2 separate regions of the Mus musculus genome follow, and region 1 is linked to region 2. The links are chromatin contacts, called in public HiCAR-type maps. All regions are on one chromosome and are shown on one strand. The core of a region is the stretch at or near the end of the contact, and the rest is flanking DNA. Distances in the headings are between cores, read along the strand shown. Region 1 holds the start of Jph1 (junctophilin 1). Region 2 holds the start of Msc (musculin).

Region 1 (2,723 bases), core at 19-2,518, 2.3 Mb after region 2:
TTAGGAATGCCGCTTGCTTTGGGCAGTTGCTCTGCTGCCTGTAACTAGGACTCTAGAAAATACACCCTCAATAAGGTCCAATTCCCCAACATCCTACTTATGGGGTTCTGGCTTCTATCTTTAGGCTAACTGGAGGGCCAGAAGCGAAATACGAGACTCTACGTGAAACCAAACCGCGCGGCGGTCAGCACCGACCGGCAGCCACACAGCTCAAGACGTCCCTCTAACTCCTCCGGAGTGGCGATTTCAAACCCGGCCTGGAGAGGGAGGGATCAGGAATGTAATGTGACAGGCTCAAGTGACAGTGTCCTCTCTCCTGCCCAGCCCTCCCGGGGCAGCGCGGCTCTGGGCCCCGGCCAGGTACCTGCACGCCTAACTCCCGGGGTATGGACAGCCTACCCGCCCGGGGAGCCGCAGACACTTGCGACCCAGCCGCGAGACCAAGTGGTCTCCCTCGAAATGGGGAGGAGGGCGAGAGGGAGGGTAGACTCCCCAGATGTTTTGGCGGGTTTCCGGACACGTGCGTCTCGCGTCCTCCCCACGTCCCCGAAGCCAGGGAAGAGCCCACCGCGTCAGCCCTCGGAGACTCCCGAGATGCCGCTCACCTCCATCCCCGTAGGTCTCCACGCCGTACCCGTCCTGCAGCCCGTTACTCCAGGTCCCCTCGTAGCGGGCGGGGGTGCACAAGCTCTGCCGGACCCCGTAGCGCCCCTTGAAACCATGTGACCACTCCCCCCGGTACATCCACTTGCCCTTCGTCTCCACCCCCAGCCCGTGCCGCTTGCCCTGCGCCCAGTAGCCCTGGTAGGTGTTGCCGCTGGGCCAGGTGTAGACTCCAACCACCTCGAAGCCGTGCGACCAGGAGCCAGAGTACTCGCCCTGGCCCTTGGGCCCCGTGCAGATGCCATGCCCGTGCGCCTTGCCCTCCTCCCAGCCGCCGCAGTAGGTGCCGCCATCGTCGAAGTCGAACCTTCCGCCCGTCATTCGGGGGGCAGCCCCGGCGCGCTCCTCGTGGGGGCACAAACGTGGGCAGAGCTGGGCACCGCAGGGTGTAGCTCCGGGGTAGGGGCCCGTCGGGCGAGCTCACGACTGCGCCCCGGGCAGCTCGCACCGCCGATCGGCTCCAGTCCGACGCCGCCCCCGTCTTCCCCTCCTCTTTCGCCGTCGCCACCGCCGCCTCTCTCCCTCCTCCTTCGCCGCCGCCCCGGCCAGCGCCGCGCGCGAGAGGACAGCCCAGTCTCCAGAGCGGACTTTCAGCTGCTCCCACCCGCCCACGTGAGCCGGGCACCGCCCCGCGCCCGCCCCTAGTCCCCTCCCTGGGCGCGGAGGCCCGGCCCCATGACACGCCCGCCCGCACGCCCGCCCGCCGGGCCCTGCCCCCAGCCCGCGGAGCCGAGCTTCTCCTCCGGCTGCTTGGCGCGCGAGCTCTGGGCACGTGTGTGTCTGCGGAGTGGGCTGTGACTGGGAGGGCCAGTGTACTCTGAGACGTGAGACGGTCAAGCCTGCGGATAAAGGTGCGGCTGCCTGTGCTGGGGACCTGCTCTTTGCTGCTGGAACCTCCAGCTTTTCAATTGTGTTTAGTCTTCTACAAGTGAGGCCACCTGTGTGATAGAGTGACAACTCTTGTGTAGGTGGGTGGTGGTGGTGGTGGTGGTGGTGGTGGTGGTGGTGGTGGTGGTGGTGGTGGTGGTGGTGGTGTGTGTCTGCATAGGGTTTGTAGTTGCATTTTTTCCCCCAGCATTCCAACTTGAGCTCTGTTGGATTTGTCATGCGCAGCTGTCATCATGAATTAATATGCTCCAAATATATGTCTGCATGTGATAAATCTGTGGCAGCCTAGATATAATTGTGCAGAATGTTCTTTTACACCTACCCATTTCAGGGCACATGTGTTTGCATTTCTTTTCATGAAGATTCCAAGAGAGGCAATGCAGTTTGAAAGAGCATGGGCATGAGTTGTTTGGGTTTTATTTGTAGAAGTGATGGGCTTTGTAGCTGGCATTGCAGGAACACAGGGCATTGTCTTTTACATTCCAGCCTGTTCCCTCATCTGTTCTCAGCTTTAGAAATGCTACATCCTGGAGCTGTGCACCCAAACAGGCTTAGTCTGTATGTATTGCTTGAGTGCCTGGAATGCACACCTGGGACCTCTCCACTGTCGCCCACTGTTTAGAAAAGAAAACACAGTTTTCAAGGAGAAATATGGTAAGTAAAGCACTCTGCTAATGTAACAAAGAAGCCATGAACTTCTAAACACAGGACAGGTGTCAGCTGATGCACTCTCCTGCAGCAGCACTCACTGCCTTGTTGAACTCACTTCAGATACCTCCTCTAAACTTTATCTCCATTTTCTCAATGGAAATACCCTCCCCTTTCTGTGTTGGGGAAAGACTTGGTGTATTTCGATGGTAGTACCCGTAAAGTCAAGAATTGCTAACAGGATAGTTGAATCACATACTACAGCCTCTTTTAGGAGTGGCATTGATCTCTCCTTGCCTTCACAGTGCCAGTGGAGGAAGTCTTTTCCCCAGGTCACAAGCCAGGGTCTCAGAAGGACTCTCAGATTGTGCATTCCTGCTGTTCCCCAGGCTGAGAGGACAAAACAGGTGAGCACTTGGGCCTCTCACTAGGTGGCTGATAATCAGATAAAAACCCTAAAGGACAACTGTCAAAAGGAGAGCAAGAGAAAAGGATTCTTTCCTGAGCATAATTCCTTCTCTCAG
Region 2 (2,767 bases), core at 49-2,548:
GAGATCTTTCCCAAGCTCATGGAGCTGGCAGGTTAGACAGGGACTTTCCGGACAGTCGCGTCCAGGAAAACTATGTTGCATTAGTGTTTTCTTTTGTTTAAACCACTCAAACGTTTATTTAAAAAAGTTAGGTTCTCCCAATCTCCCCCTTCCCCCTTTAAAGAAAGCAGCACTGGCGATTCAACCCTGCTAGGTTGTTGTCTGGAAAAAGTTGGGCAACTGAGTTTTTGTTTGTTTGGTTGGTTGGTTTGTTTTGTTTTTCCAACTTGGCCTAAAAACTTAGAAATACTCCCAAGTGGGAAGCCACACTTTATCCCAGAAGTAGGGTGTTAACAGATAGCAGTCGCCAGGCAAAGGACCAGGACATTTTCAGATGGCTGGATGATTTTCTCCCAGCAAATGGCTGGCTCCTCTTGCCTTGATTCGGAGGTCACTGAACCAGATTCCTTACCACTGGTTCCAGAAACCTCCCCTCTTGGCTCTTCGTCTGGGGCCGAGCCAGCCCTGGGCCCGGGTAGCGCTCTGGGCTGCTGTCCCCCGGCCTCGAGCGCAGCATCCCTACCAGGTTCACAGGGTGCACATAGCTGTCCTCGTAGCGGTCCTCCTGCAGCAGCTGGCGCAGGTGCGCGATGTAGCTGGAAGCCAGGCGCAGCGTGTCCAGTTTGGAAAGCTTGGTGTCGGGCGGCACCCAGGGCAGGCTGGTCTTCAGTCTGGAGAAGGCTTTGCTCAGCACGCGCATCCGGGCGCGTTCGCGGGCGTTGGCCGCATTCCGCTGCGACTGCTTGCACTCTGCGGCCGAGCCCTTAGGCGGGAGCGGCTTCTTCCCCGCACCGCCTGCGCGGCCACCTGCGCCGCCAGCGTCAGCCCCACGGAGCCGCTTCCTCTTGCATCCTCCCGCGGCTCCCAGGGAGCCGGGCTCCTCTTCACCGTCCTCCTCTTCCGCAGAAGAAATGTCGCTGGGCGAGCCGTAACCGCGCTCCATGCGGAGCAGGGGCGGCCTCTTGGAGGCCGGGGCCGGGTAGACCCTCTGCAGCCCCCTCATCTCCGAGTCTTCGGGGTCACTCACCGAGCCGGTGGACATCGCCTATTCCCCGGCGCCCACGCGCGCGCGCCTTTCTCCTCCCCGGCCAGTCTCGCTTTCTCTGGCTTCTTCTCTCTGACAGAGGATGGGGTGTGGGAGAGCCCAGGGGAGGACCAGAGACCAGGGCTTGCCTCCGCACTGAGGCTCCCCTGTGAGCTGGGCGCCTGGAGTGGGCGCGATCTGCTGCTGACCCTGTAGCCCAGGGCTCTGCTGAACTTGACTCCGGATCCAAAAGTACAGCCGCGAGCTGAGCCTTTTGACAGGACTATTTATCTGTACTCTTAGGGAAAAGCCACCCCCCTCCCCCTCGGCAAAGTAGAGGGGGCTTGAAAGGGGGACAAGAGGTGGGGCAGGGGCGTGGAAGGGGTGGGGATCGTTTTTTCCCCCCTGAACCCTGCGGTTAGCGGGGCGGGGGCAAGGAATGTTTGCGCGCAAAGCAAAGACTTAGGCCTCTACGCCCACGACTGACCCTCAGAGTATCTGTGCGAGGTAAGTGAGATTTGGGAACAAAAAGAAAAGACCTTGTTCCTACTCATTCCATTTTCACCTGCAGCTGGTCTTAGTGGGAACTGAAGAATCTGAGCATGCCCAGTGCGGCTTGTCTCCCAGTGTGTTCCTGGGGACCTGTCATTCAAGTTCATTACTCAAGATGTGTGTTTGCTTATCCAAGGCTTCATAGAACGAGTACAGAGAAAGAGCAAAAACTAAGGAGCAGCTCCAATGACCCATCTCTTGACCCCCATCCCCCCTCCGCCCCCGCTTTTATAGTTCACATGGCAGCGCTTTTTTTCTACTTTGTCTTGTTTCATCTTCAAGCAATTTCTGAAACTTACATGTTATGATGTCCATCTTGCAAAATCACTGGGAGAGCAAATAAGTGGGATCAGGAATCTGTGTGTTTGTAGCATTTCAGTAGCCACAAGCCTCCTAACCTACACATCAAGAGATGTTATTTTCCACTGTTGTAAGATTTCCTCCGCGTGATTAAGGTTTGGACTCAGACCCAACGCTTTGAGAGCAAGTTCTTGGATGCAGAATAGTATGTCAGCACAGTTGCCTTGCCAAAATTAAAGAGAAAGGAAAGGGGAAAAGCAAAGCAAAGAAAGACCAATAACAACCAAAACCCAAAGGACTACCAAGCAGCCCCTAGAATTGTGCTGCATTTCAAGTCACAACAAAACACCTTGCCTTCCCCAACCCCAGAGCAGACAAAACAAGGTGGAAGGCAGGCCAAGTGTGCTCAAGCTGAGGGGCTTTGTTAACAAACAGACAGGTGTCAGCCGGGACTCCCGCTGTGCTCCAGACGGAGGAATTGGTGCCCTTAAAGGGTTGGGGTTTGACTGCCTTGGCTGAGCAGAAGGAAGCTGAGTTTCTTTTCTGTTCCACTCTGTTGTCTTCTTGTACTTCTCCTCTCACAGGTTCCAGATGAGAGTGGGTCAAGCAGATACGCGGATGCAGAAGCTGCCTAGCAAATTCTAGTCTTTACAGCAGAACAAATAGCTGAGCCCTGAGCCTGAAGTATCATAGCAGGTGGCTGGCAGGGGTTGATTCGGCCCTTCAGGCTTCCCTCCACCTTGTCTCAAGGCGATACCTCCCACTTAGGGGTATTGTGTACAACCACCCCTACTTGCTACCGTTCCTGAAGTTTTCTTGTACCTTTTGTCTTTGGTTGGGGGTAGGGTAAGA

What was found. HiCAR-type assays count read pairs that join an accessible place to other places.
Region 1: a contact with region 2 is called in a HiCAR-type map of astrocytes, with 3 times the contacts expected there. The contact joins the promoter of Jph1 here to the promoter of Msc in region 2. A contact is called at or near these places in 2 of 39 promoter capture datasets (liver and pre-B cells) and 1 of 115 datasets of contacts at active chromatin or transcription factors (astrocytes).

Annotation. Positions count from the first base shown.
Region 1 is chr1:17,096,621-17,099,343 of GRCm38.p6, forward strand. Jph1 (junctophilin 1) reads right to left here and starts at 1,269. Exons shown (of 5, transcript NM_020604.2): 1 at 606-1,269. The coding sequence starts at 984. Gm46085 (a long non-coding RNA gene) reads left to right here and starts at 1,213. Exons shown (of 3, transcript XR_001778833.2): 1 at 1,213-1,631; 2 at 2,061-2,205; 3 at 2,505-2,723. Gm31982 (a long non-coding RNA gene) reads right to left here. Exons shown (of 4, transcript XR_865203.2): 4 at 1,953-2,165.
Region 2 is chr1:14,754,668-14,757,434 of GRCm38.p6, forward strand. It overlaps Msc (musculin), which reads right to left and starts at 1,299. Exons shown (of 2, transcript NM_010827.2): 1 at 563-1,299. The coding sequence starts at 1,081. It overlaps Gm9947 (a long non-coding RNA gene), which reads left to right and starts at 1,320. Exons shown (of 4, transcript XR_003947744.1): 1 at 1,320-1,570.